Regions from separate parts of the Mus musculus genome. Here region 1 is linked to region 2. A link is a contact called in public Hi-C data. All regions are on one chromosome and are shown on one strand. Each heading gives the region's core, a stretch centred on a gene start, on an enhancer-like site or on the middle of the called end of the contact. The rest is flanking DNA. Distances are from core to core; before and after follow the strand shown.

Region 1 (7,516 bases), core at 2,020-4,519, about 16 Mb before region 2:
CCTTAGATACAAATCACAGGTCCTCGACACTGATGTCCTGTGCCCTCCTCCTCAGCTTGTGAACAGAGCTGATTAGCAAGGGCAGGCATGTGGGCAGCTACAGCCTGGCACCAAAGGCAAACTGGGGTAGATAGGACCACTCTAGGCTATCCAAGTACTGTTGTCTAGCCTGTTTTTTAAAGACATGTGTCACACTTCTGGATCTGGAACCATGCTTAATGTTTACCACAGCCTGGCTTCTAAAATATTTACTATCATTTTGCACAAGGCGGATGGAGGTAAATAAATGCTAGGCAGCAAGGGCAGCAGTTCCACCGCACAAGCAAGAACAAGAGCCTACTGCCACCTAGTCTGGACATCCTTATACATTTACGTAAGAACAAGAAAAAAGTCAGCTAATTGGATATCAAGAAACGGACTGCCATCATAGCACAGGGAACAGTTGCTGTGATTAGCTAAAGGATCCACTGAAAAATCAGGAATCGCTTCTGCAAGGAGGACAATGAAGAAAACACCTACTAACTTAGAGCTTTCAACCTCTGCGGCTGACGACTGCTGTTTCTGGTCAAGCTTGAGAGGAGAGGGCAGGCTTGAGTAAACCTTGGGAATCCACGGGTCTGTCGTTGGGAAAGACCAGAATTAAAGCCCAAGAAACAAGATACAGCAATCAACAAAGCGATATGGCAAAAGACATGCCTGCAGCAACTATGAAAAACAGCTCCCCATGGCACAGTGTGAACACCAACTCAGGAGAAGGCTGGAATCAGGTCATATGTTCAACTGATCACCACTCTGGAGTCATGCTCAACTGGTTTTCTACCTATTTATTGGACAAGAAACGAGAATCAGTGTGTCCACCTGCAGGGCTAATGAGATAAGATTTGTAAGGAGATTATTCAGATGGGGGGAGGGAGGGAGAAAGCCCAGGGTCACCTTGGCTGTGCAGCATCTCCAGCTCGGAGAGAACACTGTTCATTTATGAGAAGTATGCAGTACATACTACAAAGGACAGCAAGGCTCAGAACCAGAAAGCCAGCACAACTGGCCATGCAGCGAGGTTCAAGTCTCAGGCCAGGCTTATGAGCATCAGAAGTGTAAAGGCCACAGACTACGAGACAGAATCCTGGGCTAAGCGAAGACAGCAATGCCCTGTTAGGTTCCCATTAAACACTAAAACCAAGAGCAACTTGGGGAGGCCAGAGGTCTAATTCAGGAGTTGCCCACCTTCCCTTTTCTAAAGACTTATTTTATTATAAGCGTTGAGCCTCTAAGTGTGTGCCCATACTCCTAGAGGTCAGAAGGCAGCGTCAGATCTTGTGATGATTAGTCCTGGTTGTCAACTTGACTACATCTGGAATGAACTACAATACAGAAATGGAGGGCACACCTATGATCCAGAAGAAACAGGCTTCTGACCTGGATTTTGACATGGACATCTTGAGGCACAGTGGCCCAGGCAAGGTAGCACACCTTTAAACCCAGGAAGACTGAGGCAAGCAGATCTCTGAGTTCAAGGCCAGTCTGGGACAGACAGAGCAAGTTCCAAATCCAGGCACGGTGGTACACACCTTTAATCTGGGGCACTCCGTCTGCTGGAGGCCCACATAAGGACACTGGAAGAAGGAAGACTCACTCTTCTTCTCCTGCTTGCACTTACTTGCCAGCACATCTCTTGGAACCTACTTCTTCAGGATTCCAGCATATACAGAAGACCACCTAAAACACCCAGCCTTGTGGGACCGAGAAACTTCTAGATTCTTGGGCTTCCCATTCATAGCTAACATTGTTAGGTTAGTTGGATTATAGACTATAAAAGTCATTACAATAAATTCCCCTAATATGTAGATATCCCACAAGTTCTGTGATTCTAGAGAACCCCGACTAATATAGATCTCTTAGATTCTGGGTGCTGAGAACTGAACTCAGGTCCCCTGGAAGAACAGCAAATACTCTTAATCCCTGAGCCATGCCTCCAGCCCCCTACCTTGTCTCTCTCTCTCTCTCTCTCTCTCTCTCTCTCTCTCACTGGGAGTTTATTAAGCGAGCTGGATAGAGAGCCACAGGGTTCTGTCACCACATCTTGCTTTTTAACCTGGGTTCTGGGCATGGAAATTCATGTCCTCATGCTTGTGTGTCAAGCACTTTACAGACTGGACTATCACTTGTTTAACTCATGTACACACAGAGACAATATTTGCCCTAAAACCAGGCCATCTTAAAGGCCAGGCAGGCAACTGCTCCCTTTAAACTTCAATTTCTCCCCATCTCTGAAATAGGGAGTCGGCCCACTATAACTAGGCACAAGCTCCTTCCAGAATTCCTAGAAATCACAGGTACACTAAAAGATAAAAAAACAGCACATATCTCCACCCTCTTGGGACCCCAGGGGAAGACTATGAGTGGGCCACATGTTTCCACTGAAGCTCAAAGAATCCAAGCCATGCCCCTGCTTCGGTAGAGGCAGTTCAAGTCTCCTCACCACAGCTTCATATGAATAACTTGCAGGTGTTAGGCACTACGGTAGACACTAAACTCTTGACACAATTTGAGCAGGCTTCATATCCCTGGGCTTCGCTGGGCAGAAGCTAGGCTTTCGGGCACATAGACCCCTATCATCTCTCTTACCTCTATCTCCTAGGAGGTAGCTGCTGCAGGAAAAATCCTGACACATGCTGAGCAACCACTATACGCCAAGCCTTTTACCCCTGTAAACTTCACACACACCCTAAATTAGATTCTCTGGTATCCCTTTTGGACAGACGTGGAGCTGGGCACCACTAGGTTAAGTAGCTTGTATCTAGATCGATATTTGGGGGTTCGCGGGCACTTAGGTCTTTGGTCCTCTGAGCTCCAGGAGCCATAAGGTCCTTCCTCCGGACCTAGTTCTCGAGCCTCAGAGAAAAGCCCTCTCCCCATCAGCCAGCAGGTCTATAAGCCCTGTGCGCTGAGGACTAACCGTACCATCTGGCCGGCCCCGAGTGCCGGACTAAAAACCGGGATGCAATATCTCCAGGAACTCAAAAGGCTAGGTTTTGCCCGCGAGCGAGTCCTCAAGGAAGGCAGCCATGCCACCATCGCCCTTCCTCCATGTCCCGGGGCTCCAAGCAGTTCTCACCTGTCAGCCGACCCCGCCAACGGTCTCAACCGGCCGCCGGGAGCACGTGGAGCGGCAGCCACCCAGCGTAGCACCGCCACCGGCTCGCCCAGCCACCCCGCGCAGAACTCAATCCCGGCGGCGCGCGCCAACGCGCGTGCGCGCAGAGGCCACGCCCCTCCCAGACGGAAGTGACGGCGGCGGAAGTTGCCGATGAGCTGCCGAGGGGGCGTTGTCGGAATGGTTCCGAGGCGGTTGGAGTCCTGCAGTTGACACCGAGAGTGCGACGAGAAAGGGTGTCAGGGAGGCGGCCGGGCGAGAGCGGCCTCCGCGGGTAAGGCGGCCCGGGACACTCGACTCCCGTGGGTTGGCGCGGGTAGGGTGCGCGCGGCTTACTCGCAGCGCTGTGTGATGGGGCTCGGCGGAGCACAAAGCTAAGCTCCGGGCACCGGAGCCGGGCCTCCTCCTTCCTGCAGTCACCCTTGCTGCGGTCTGCGCCGCTCTTGGTGTCTGCGTCGCCCCGAGATAGGAGAGGCGCTTATTTCCCCGGGCCCCTAAGCCGCCCCCTGCCTCACTCACCGCGTGATCCTAGGTGCCATGGTGTTCCATCTGTAGGATGCTATTACTGCAGCGCCTACTCCTCGGGACCACGGCAGGTGCTGGGCGCGCCTCTGTGGGAAAGACAGCATCTGGTATACGTTAGTGGGCACTGTTGCTTAAATGACTGAATGAACGTCCAGCAGGCTATGAACAGTATTGTGAGAAACCTCAACCCAGGCGTGGGCGTTTGTTGGTGACAGAGACGTCTCCTGTTTGCTGTGGCTCCTAAAGCAAGGGACAACAGATGAGGTGGTTCAGATGAGAGAGCTTTAGTTTCTCACACTTCTAGAGGACGGCGGGCCATGAATGTGGTGTCATCGGGTTTGCTTGCTTTAGAGGACTGTCCTGGCTTACTGGTGGTCACTCTTGCTGTATCCCCACACAGTCTTCCCTCTGTGCCATCGCAGCTCAGGCATTTCTGCCACAGAACCCATCCGAAGAGGCTCTTTTTAATTTTTAAAATACAGTTGCCTTCTTAAGGGTGTAATTGCTACAGGTATTCAAATTCTGAGGTTCTGGAGAACGCAACGGAATGCATAAAGAGCCCATTAGGTGGTATGCCCTTGTAACACCAGCACTGGGGAGGTGGCGATAGGTGGATTCCTGAAATCAGTGAGCCTCACACCTCAGTAAGAGACCCTTTCTCAAAAAAAAACAAGGTGGACGACTCCTGAGGAACAATGCCTGAGGCTGGCTTCTGGCCTCCACACATATGCACCCTTGTCTACACAAAACATGCACATATATCTGCACATACATTCAGAAAAAGGCATAAAGATAGGCACAGTAGTTAACAACGCCTAAGGACCCCTGTAAAGCTTGATATAAACAGCTTCAGGGCAAACCTCCCACAAATCATCCACCAGTGTTAACTGCCTGACAGAATTACCCCACCAAACTCTGCCGTGGGAGCCTTTTGGTTAAAATTCTGGTGTGGGCTCCTCTTCCCTTCATTTACCTCATCCAAGCTTTTCCCCACCCCCCACTTCTCCTTGCCTTTCTCACCATGGTATTTGCATTGTTTGATGTCTTTCACAGTGATCTTTCTGCTATCATATTCTTGGTTTCAATTTTAGCTTACAGAACTAGAAGGAACCGTACAGTTCTCTAGTTCCACAGGGTCGCTCTATTCTCAAACTACATGCTGAGCACCTGTGAGGCGCCAGACACTTGCAGGTGTCAGAGCTATAGCAATCAGCGAAGGAGATGTGAGCCATGTCTTTACCATGTAAAGACGGTTGCGTTTGCCGGCTAGGCTGAGCCCCCTAATAGTTCAGTCAGCTGTGAACTTGTCAGTGGTTCATCCTAGTGAGGAAAATCACGCCCTTGTGAGCCTCGCATTTGAACTCTCCTCCTGCACTGAGGACTAAGTCTTGAACTCTTATCATCTTTTTGGAAATACTTCATATCCAAACTATAATTTAGTGTGGGAGGGTCCCCACAGGAGTTACAGCAAGTAGGGGGAAACAGTCACAGTGCGGTAAGAATAAAATCCGATCAGCTCAGTTTTGTAACCAGAGCTGGGCCAGGCCAGGACTTCCAGCGTCTGACCCAGATCATTTTACTTTACTCATATTTATGCACAGCACAATTTGGGGGTGGGGGGGTTCTGATAACAGTTACATCAATCCCAAGTGCACAACAATTTTAAGACATGTTTACATTGAGATTCTTTACAAAGTATATCTGGCTTCTTTCACAAGAATGGGTACTGTTAATTTAGAAATAGTGCCCAGTGTCTAGGATCTAGGGAGATTGAAACATAATGAGGTAAACATAATGTCTGTAGGAGTCAGGATTGGCCTGGCCCTAAGATGACCTAGAAGTCACTAGGCTGTTGTTTTTGTACAAATGACATCTCTCACAAAGATGAGCTCTATGGCCTACAAGTAATGCTCAAGGCTTTAAGGGGAAAGGGTCTGGCAGAAGTTAACCATCAAGTCTGGAAGGTATGGGCAGGGCCTGCTCAACAGGTAGCCAAGGATCACCAGGTTGCAAACCTCATTTCCCAGCATTCCAGGAAAGCAGCTAAGCGCCTCATTCCATTGAAGAGAGAAGCTGTGTGTTTAACTTTCCTGTAGTCTCCAGTCTTAACTGTGAGAGGCCTTCTTTTTGCCGTCTACAGATTATTGCCCCAGATTGCTGTTAAGATCCTCAGCTTCCTCCCGTTCCTCTTCCACTGTGTTTGGATGCCAGAGGTCACATCTGACTCAGCTGTGTGCCTCCCACGCCACCCTCTACCCCCATGTCTATTGCAATTGTTCCATTTGGGTATGCTGCGCTCCCTGGGACTGAAGCCTCCTGGACACCTGCACTCACTGTTGCTGCCCTGGAGGGCAGCCCACAGTAGTGACTCAGGAGGTGGATGAGGAATGACCAGGTCTTCTGTATCCACACAGGAGCTTCTTGTCTCCTTCCCAGTTAGAGCCAGGGTTGTCAGATGGTGTGAAACTCAGGGTGACCTGTCCTTTGCCTCCATGGTATGCCACCTGCTACTCAGCCATACTCTGGAACTCCTGCCCTGGAGGTCCCCCACACCTCCAGGTCATAGACCCCAGGATCCTGCACTCTCCATTCTCTTGCTTCCTCTGTCTGTGAGAAGCATATAGGCATACCTAAACAGACGTGGTGCAGGTCTAATCGCTTTGCTCTCTGCTTGGTGATGGTAGTTATCTTAGTTTGTACCTTATCTGCCCAAATAGGCTTTTAATTTTCTCTAGTTTTGAATTCACTGACCTATATAGGTGTGTATTTGTTACTTCCATTGCTGCTATAACAAAATATCTGATACTAGCAAACTAAGGAAGAGTTTATTTGGGCTCGTAGTCAAAGGGTGCAGTCCATTATTGCAAGGGAGGTTTGGTGGGAGGAGTGAGAAACAGGTGGTCATATTACATCTGCAGCCAGGAGTCAGCAGGATGCGTGCTGCTGCTCAGCCACTCCCTGCTTTTTATTCATTCTGGGGCCCCAGCCCGTGGATAGTGTCACCCACATTCATTGTGGGTCTTCCTGAAAGTGCCCTCAGACACTGACAGGAGTGTATCCTCAGGGTTCACAGTTCCCCCAAGTTGAAGGTCAAGATTAAGCGCCACAAAGTGTTTAATAAAATACAGGCTTGATCTCAGCTGGTTGCCTTTTTTTCTATGCGTGTTTGTGTATATGTATTGATTTTCATTTTGGTTTATTCATAGCTGGCCAGAAAAGAATGCATACAGTATTATCACCGCTGCAGTCTACATTAGCACACTCACACACTTTGGGTTTCACATAGCTAATGGCTTCCATAATGGCTCACTAAGGGGAGACATTTCCATATTTACAGAGGTTTGAGCTGGACAGCTCTGGGCTAGGTGATGCACAAGGTGAGAACCAAGGGCAGTTTGCATTTGGGTCCCCTTTGTGCCAATGGTGTCCTTGAGACTCTCTTGTATTTTCCACTGTAGGTCTCATGGTCTAGTATGGACCCTGTTGCTGTTCACAGCTGCCACCTCCTGCAGCAGCTGCGAGAGCAGCGGATCCAGGGCCTGCTTTGTGACTGCATGCTGGTGGTGAGGGGCGTCTGCTTCAAAGCACACAAGAATGTCCTGGCAGCCTTCAGCCAGTATTTCAGGTGAGCACCTCACACTGCCCTCCTCTGCTGCTGAGGAGAGCCTGCTTCCTCGGGGGCGGCTGCTCTGTCTTAACTTTGAAGTTTAACAAAATGACAGCTTATGGGTTTTCTTTTTTTCTTTAATTAGAATCACTTTGTGTTCAGAGTAACTCGAAAGAGAAGAGACTCTTAGCCAACGTATATTAGGGATGACTGAAAAGAATTTCAGTATT
Region 2 (6,999 bases), core at 3,733-6,232:
AAGCAAAACCTGCCTAACTATCCAACCCCCAGTAAAAACAAAAACCCAAAACCACTGGGTTCTGGCACTGAGTCTCTAACACTCTTCCCACACTTATAATTAATTATCACACCATCCCATCTTGTTGAGACAATCAGGAGCATCCATGCAATTCTTATTTCTGGTTTCCTCCACTGTCCCTTTTGTCTTTGCATCTAACCACAATAAAGCCACAGTCACAACTATAACTGTCTAAGTTCTATGACTTGTCCTATAAATTTCAGAATCTAATGGTAATCTCAAAAATCCCTAACACCAGCTAGCCTAACACACCCCACTTGTCAACACAGGCAGAGAAATCAGAAAGTAAAGTTTCAGTACCAACATGAAGTAAAAAAGATTAACTGGGCTCCAAGTGACCCTGTCCTTCTGGTCCTGGCTGCCACTGTAGAATAGTAGCCATGGGCCTCAACAAAGATCACAAGGTGTCGATGCCTCACTCTAACCACACCAAATTCCTTGAAGAGATGCTCCAGGAAGTGTGTGGCTTTATGAAATGTATCCAAGGTCTCCAAGAACAAATGGAACTCAAATTCATCAAGAAGGTGGGGAATGAACCAAGAGGAAGCCATGAGGAGCTGAGCAGCCTACTAGTGACCTCAAGGAAAGCAGCTGCCAAGGGCTGACCCTACCTGCCTGCCACCTCCCACAATAAACCTTTCTAGACTAGAGAGAACGGGGAAAAAAACGTTAACTGAGCCATATGAGAAGAGACAGTTCCAGACGTGAATGGAGGAAATTCTGGAGAAACGATTATAGAAGACAATGAAGGACAGAGAAGCAGCAAAGAAGACAAGCAGTAAAGCTCAGCTAGAGAAGCTTAGTAAGGTTGCCTAGCAAAGCAGCTGCAGTCAGGGCAACAGAAGTCACCATCTGTTCAAGTCACTGTGTGAATTACAGTGATTAGAGACAACGGATGTATACTACATCCCACATACATAATTGCTTCCAAACTACACTGGAGAGAACACTTAGGTGACTTCTTTGTTATCACATGGCCAGTTAGTAAGAATCAGCACCAAGACATACATCTAGGTCCTCCTAATACCGACTTCATTCTTTCAGCTGTCTAGGCAAGAGAAAGAAGGAAAGGAAGGGAGAGAGGGAAAGGAAGAAAGGAAGGGAGTGGAAGAGGGAGAGAGAAGGAAAGAAAGAAAGGACAGAGGGGAGGGAGGGGGAGAAAAAGAGAGGAAAGACGGCAGGGAGGGAGAGGAGACAATGAGGAAAATGGGTTGTAGATAGAAAAGAGATAATAGGTTTTCTCAAATGTATGCTTTTAAGACAAAGTAGATATTAGTATATTTAGAGAAACAAAAGGAGAAAATTCTATAGGAACACACACTGGAGTAGTGACTGAGTCCCAGGGGAGAAGGAGAGGTAAGACCAGGAACAGACATGAGGTTAGACTTGACAGAGACTGGCACTGAGTCCTCTGAGGCAGAACTGAGTGAGAGGTAACGCAGAAGAGAACTCTTGAGGAAAAGGAGAAAGGTCATCCATCCATCAGCCAGGAGCACAGGAGCTAAACTGAGGGCTTGAGGAAGAGGATGAGACTCTGGCCAAGTGCAGTCAACAGCACGAACAATCAGCAGGAGGGGCCGGGTGAACCCAAAGCCTGAGTTGAAGTAAATTGATAGATAAGGTTGAAATGGTTTGAATAATGTGGATAGCCTATACGCAGAAAGAGATATGAAACAATGAAGTTCCCAGAGTTAAAAAGGAAGAGCATAAAGTATGATGGGAAGTTTGCCACTTTAGAAGTGAAAATGGAGTGAATCTAAGCGTCATTAGACTGGGATGACAGTCACCAGGAGTCAGGTGATCCCAGGGTATCAAACTCCCATTTAAAAGGATGCCACAGAACCAAGACAGGGGACAAAAGATCATGAGGCTTGAAACTGCAGCAACCTCATGGCTAGGTAAGAATAAGTCATAGCTACAAGGTTACCTTAGGCAATCCATTTCATTTCTCCAGCATTCATTTCATCATCTAACACAAAGAGAACTTTACCTTCACAATGTTTCTGTAAAGATCATATAAGATGCACTTAAAATCCAACACACTTTAGTCATACTTGAACTGCAAAATTATTACATCCAGAGAAAGACATAGGTTAGTATAAACAGATGACATACAAACTTTCTGACTAAGTTTTCCAATAGGGCCGGAGTTCCTGAAACTCTCAACGGTGTAAAACACGTTTAAGTCATGTGGCAGAGTCAGTGAAGATAAAAATGCTTTCTCTGAGAGAAGCAGCATAAATGGTGAAGGATAGGTGCTAGGAGAGTTGAAGTTGTTAAGAAAGGGAAGAGCGAGACACAGCAACATTGAAAAATAGTTCTTAAGGTAAAAGAAATTTAAAACTAAGTATGAAGATAAAGCTAAAAATGGTAAAAAACAAAACAAAACAAACAAAACAAAACAAGAGCAAAAAAGAGGGGAGTGGGGGAAAAAACTAAAAAAGGTGTGGGGATGAAGATTACATCCAAATTTTGACTACATATCATACATGAGTGAAAAAAAATGTCAACAAGCCTAGTCTCTGTGGGAGTCATTTGGCAATAATGATACCCCTGCTTCTAGAATTTAGCCTGTAACTTCCATGTGATAGGTTCTATAACACGGTCATTTGTGAACTGTTAACAATCGAAATCTCCACCAATAATTAAATGTTATTGTACTACCACAACATAGGACAATAAGCACATGGAGGGAACAGCACTTGCTATCACGAAATCTCTAAATTCAAGATGCTGATATACAGCAAGACACATTATGACAGACACACTCGAGTCTTGTTAAAAATATCTAGAAAAAAAAGAGTAAAATGGCAATTCACTTCGTGGCTGGAATCATGGGGTCAAGATGAGAGTTTATCTCTTCTATCTCTCTTGTACCATCGTGTTTCAGGATTGTCGCTACACAGTGACAATCTGTAGCCAAGCTGCTACAACTGGGAAGGAGGGAACAGGGCCGGGAGGTAGAATTCACAGCCCACCTGGCTGGCCACTTTTTGAAGACCTGCAAGACTTCAGGAGATACAGAACCTCAGCGCCTGGTAAAATATTCGAGGGGGCGGACGTGAGGCAGACAGACAGACAGACGGGGCTGCGGCCCAGAGCGGTCACCGCTCGGATCTAAGGCCGGCAGGGCACCGAGGCGGCGGGAATCCTGCGCCTCTGCGGTGCCAGCGCCGGCCGCTCCCGGCCCGTGTCCTCTCACCTCGGATGGGCTTGTCGTCCTTCTCCTCCTCTTTGGTTTTCCGCTGGTCCGCACCTAGGTAATCCGGCATTTTAGAAGCCGCAAGTGCCTCCGCGTCTCGGTGATTACACAGCACCTTTCCCGCTTCCGCTGGTGTCTTCCCTTTCTCTTCCCCACCGGAAGTAGCTCCGCGCCCGGGCGCCGGTTCCCTGGACATCTGGGGACTGCACGCACGGCTGACGGGAGGAAGGGTTGTCTGGTGGAAGGAAACGCGTGTTCACCCCGCTCCCTCACAACTCCAGTCTTTTTTAGATACCCGAATAGGAACGTCCAAGATTAGCCCTAGCTCAGTTGATGACCTAAAATCGTGATTTAGTCACTAGTAAATAATACACATAGGCGGGTAGTTTATTTCATCTCTAAATAGTTTGCCTCGCAAGACTGGAAAGGCGCTACAGAGCAGGCCTTGTAGAATGCCTGGCAGTTTGGACGCAGTTAATTGGTGGCTAGATCTACAAATTGAATAAAGATAATGCATTTCTGTTAGGGAGTGTGTATCCAGGTTATACAAAGATCCACAACAAGAAAGGAATCTGGTTGTTATGACAGGAAAGGAGGAGGGAAGATTAAAAGATAGAGGGAAGGAAAGTAGGTAAAGAATTTGGACATATTTCTCTAGAGGAGATACACAAATGCCAATAAACGGACGCATGAAAGGATGTTAAAATCAAAAGCACGTCATTCTCTTTAGGATGGTTCCTCCTCCTCCTCCTCCTCCTCCTCCTCCTCCTCCTTCTCCTCCTCCTTCCCCTCTCTCTTTCTCTCTCTCCTTCTTAAGACTGGCTCTGCGTGGTCCTGGCTATCTAGCAACAGATCAGGCTGTCTGAGAACTTAGAGGTATCTGCTGCGACAAAGGCTGTGCGCCACCATGACCGACCCATGGATCACTATTATGTTTAAAAAGAAAGTTTGACCGGATGTTGAAAAAAAAAATAGATGCTGTTTACACTGTTGGTGTAAAATACTGCAGTGCTTGCGAAAAACTGAAAATAACTAAAATAAAATCTATATAAACTAGTTATCCTACTGCTAAATATCAAATGCCAAAAAGTTGGAAATAGGATTTCAAAGAGATCCGTGTACAGCCCTATTTATAGCTGCATTAGCAAAGGCCAAATGAAGAATAACCCAAGTACCCAAATACATAAGATGGGTAAACAAAAATGTGGTTATGGGAATATAGTATTATTTGGCCTTAAAAAAATAAATTCTGTGACCATTATACTAGTGAATACACCGCTCACATAGAGACAATGTTATAATATATAACATTATTAATATAACAATACAATGATATATAGTTATATGATTCCACTTTTATGAGGTACCTAGAGATTGGTGGTAGCTCAGCACTTGGGAGATTTAAACAGGATATTCACAAGTTAGAGGCCGGCCTGGGTGACAAAAGTGAGTGAAGTTCTTTTTCAAAATTATTTCCTCCGTCTTGCTCTCACGTGAAAAAACAAACAAAAAAACAAAACAAAAACCAAAACAATCCTTTTCACGTAGGAACTGATGCGTCTAGGAACTGTTCCTTCGAGCTCCTTGGTCTCCGGTCGGTTTAGAGTCACAGAGGAAGTAGGCGGCCGCGCGCATTGGCGCGAGGCCGTGGGGGTGGGGTTGGCGGCCGCGCCGTGCGAGCCCCATCCCGGAAGTGCTCACTGGTCGTCTCCATGCGCCGGCTCCGGGGCGTAAAGCCTAGGCGCGAGGCTCAGACCACAGGTAGTGCGGACGCGGAGGGCCCTGCCTGCCGGCCGTGAGCCGCGGCGTCCGCGGGACCAGCCCCAACCAGCATGCTGCTCCTGCCGAGCGCCGCGGAGGGCCAGGGCACCGCCATCACCCACGCTCTGACCTCCGGTACGTGCCCACCAACCCAGTTTCCGCCCTGCCTCGGGCGCCCCTGCCCCAGCCCTGTCCCTAGCAACCCCTGGCTCGGTAGCCTTGACCCCGGCAATCTGCTCCGGGACTCGGGGGACTGTGACGAGCCCCTGCTGCTCAGTGCTGTAATTTGAAGTGTCCCCGGTTTCTCGGAAAGGAGGGTGGGGGCGTCTTCCTTGTGCACCTGTGGTTCCTTCATCCTGGTGAGGCTGCTGACTCACGGAGCGGGCTGAACAGCTGAGGACCGAGCCCTCCTGTACCCCGAAAGGCCCCCTAAGGCACCCCCCCTGCCCACGGCGGAGCGACCCCGCTGCACGCACCCGCGTGCCGGGAGAGATACAAAGCCTTGTAAACGCTGTTCAGCCCTTCGCCTCCACCTTTGCTCCCGGCTGTGTATTTTGCTTGTCGGAACTCAGAACTTCCTCATTCCGTTGGAAGCCCCCTGTGAATGCTCCTGGACAGCTTGGCGTACACCAAGGATGGTTAAAAGCACAACTTAGCCTCCTGCTGTAGGGGTTTTGGTTTATAGCCCTGCACGCCAGAAAGTATTTCAAGTGTCGGGTCTCTCATTTTAATGATCTACATTAATTCCCATAGCCGCTTACCGTGGGCACTTGTTGAATATAATTTTTAAATGTTTCCCATGGCACGTGTTGCGTTTGTGTGTCGCGGTAATCCTGTAGTGAGGGAAAGGCTTCCAAGACACGGTTTTGAAAGCCACGCCCCCGCTACTCAGCCGGTTCATTTTCGCGTTTGACTCCTCTCCTGTGTTAGGTGGAGGAAATCTTAATATCATAAGCCAGTTAAAACGTGAAAAAGAAAGGGTCTTAGAAAATGATGCCCACAAATTGTGCACCAGAAAATTGCCCTTTGATTTCTTAAGAAATTAAAATTATGATCTTTTTTCCTGACACAGATTACCATTTTTTAATTTCTGTTATACATATCTACAGTTATTTATTCCATGTTACTTTCTCTACAACAGTTTAAAGCTTTAAAACTGCATTCGAATATTCTAGGAACTGGGTGAGATAGGTATTGTTTCCATCCTGAAATGATTCAATCTGTTTCAAGAAATTTACAGTTCTAGATTAAAGCCCTGAAATTCTGGGTTTACATCCAGCCTGTGTTATTAAGACATAGAAACGGTAATGAGTTCTCAGCATTGGCTTGGAAAATTGTCTATTTCAACAGATTATTGTTAGAGAATCCTTAGAATTATTAACCATTTTAATAGCTAATCTGTTAATAATTAAGATCGCATGAGTGTGCAGTCTTTGTTTTTTGGTAGCTTTTTATCATTTTTTTTATTACTATTACTCGTTTCTTGCCTTCCCTTCTCACATCATCAGGAAAATATTGATTAGCTGCTGAAATTATTTTCTTATGCTTAAAAAAAATAACTGATCAAGTGTTTTTGAGTGCCACACAGCATGTGTGCAGAGATCAGAAGAAAAGTCCATGGAGTCAGGTCTCTCCTACCTTCATATGGGTTCTGGGCATTGAGCTCACCTCATCAACCTTAGTGGCACATCAACTGGAAGAGACTGCTGGAATAAAAAGATGTTACCAATGATAATTTGTTACCCAGGGTGCAACTGGGATTTTTATAGTTGGTGGTTTTAAAATTATATTCTGACATCATTGTTCTGCTCTCCCTAAGAAACTGTGTGGCCTTGAAATAGATGTGTTCCATGCAATAAATTAAGTCTTACTGTTCTCCCTCACAGCCTCTTCAGTCTGTCAAGTTGAACCTGTGGGAAGATGGTTTGAAGCTTTTGTTAAGAGGAGAAACAGAAATGCTTCTACATCTTTTCAGG

What was found. Hi-C and Micro-C count contacts between places; a contact is called where the count stands out from the background.
Region 1: a Hi-C map of myeloid progenitors shows a contact between it and region 2, with 15 times the contacts expected there. The contact joins the promoter of Lyar here to the promoter of Dnajc2 in region 2. A contact is called at or near these places in 2 of 484 Hi-C or Micro-C datasets (CD4 T cells and myeloid progenitors).

Annotation. Positions count from the first base shown.
Region 1 is chr5:38,216,235-38,223,750 of GRCm38.p6, reverse strand. Lyar (Ly1 antibody reactive clone) reads right to left here and starts at 3,269. Exons shown (of 9, transcript NM_025281.3): 1 at 3,116-3,269. It overlaps Zbtb49 (zinc finger and BTB domain containing 49), which reads left to right and starts at 3,297. Exons shown (of 8, transcript NM_029162.3): 1 at 3,297-3,428; 2 at 7,138-7,304. The coding sequence starts at 7,153.
Region 2 is chr5:21,783,148-21,790,146 of GRCm38.p6, reverse strand. It overlaps Dnajc2 (DnaJ heat shock protein family (Hsp40) member C2), which reads left to right and starts at 4,982. Exons shown (of 17, transcript NM_009584.4): 1 at 4,982-5,158; 2 at 6,910-6,999. The coding sequence starts at 5,095. It overlaps Psmc2 (proteasome (prosome, macropain) 26S subunit, ATPase 2), which reads right to left and starts at 3,400. Exons shown (of 12, transcript NM_001368661.1): 1 at 3,263-3,400. The coding sequence starts at 3,332.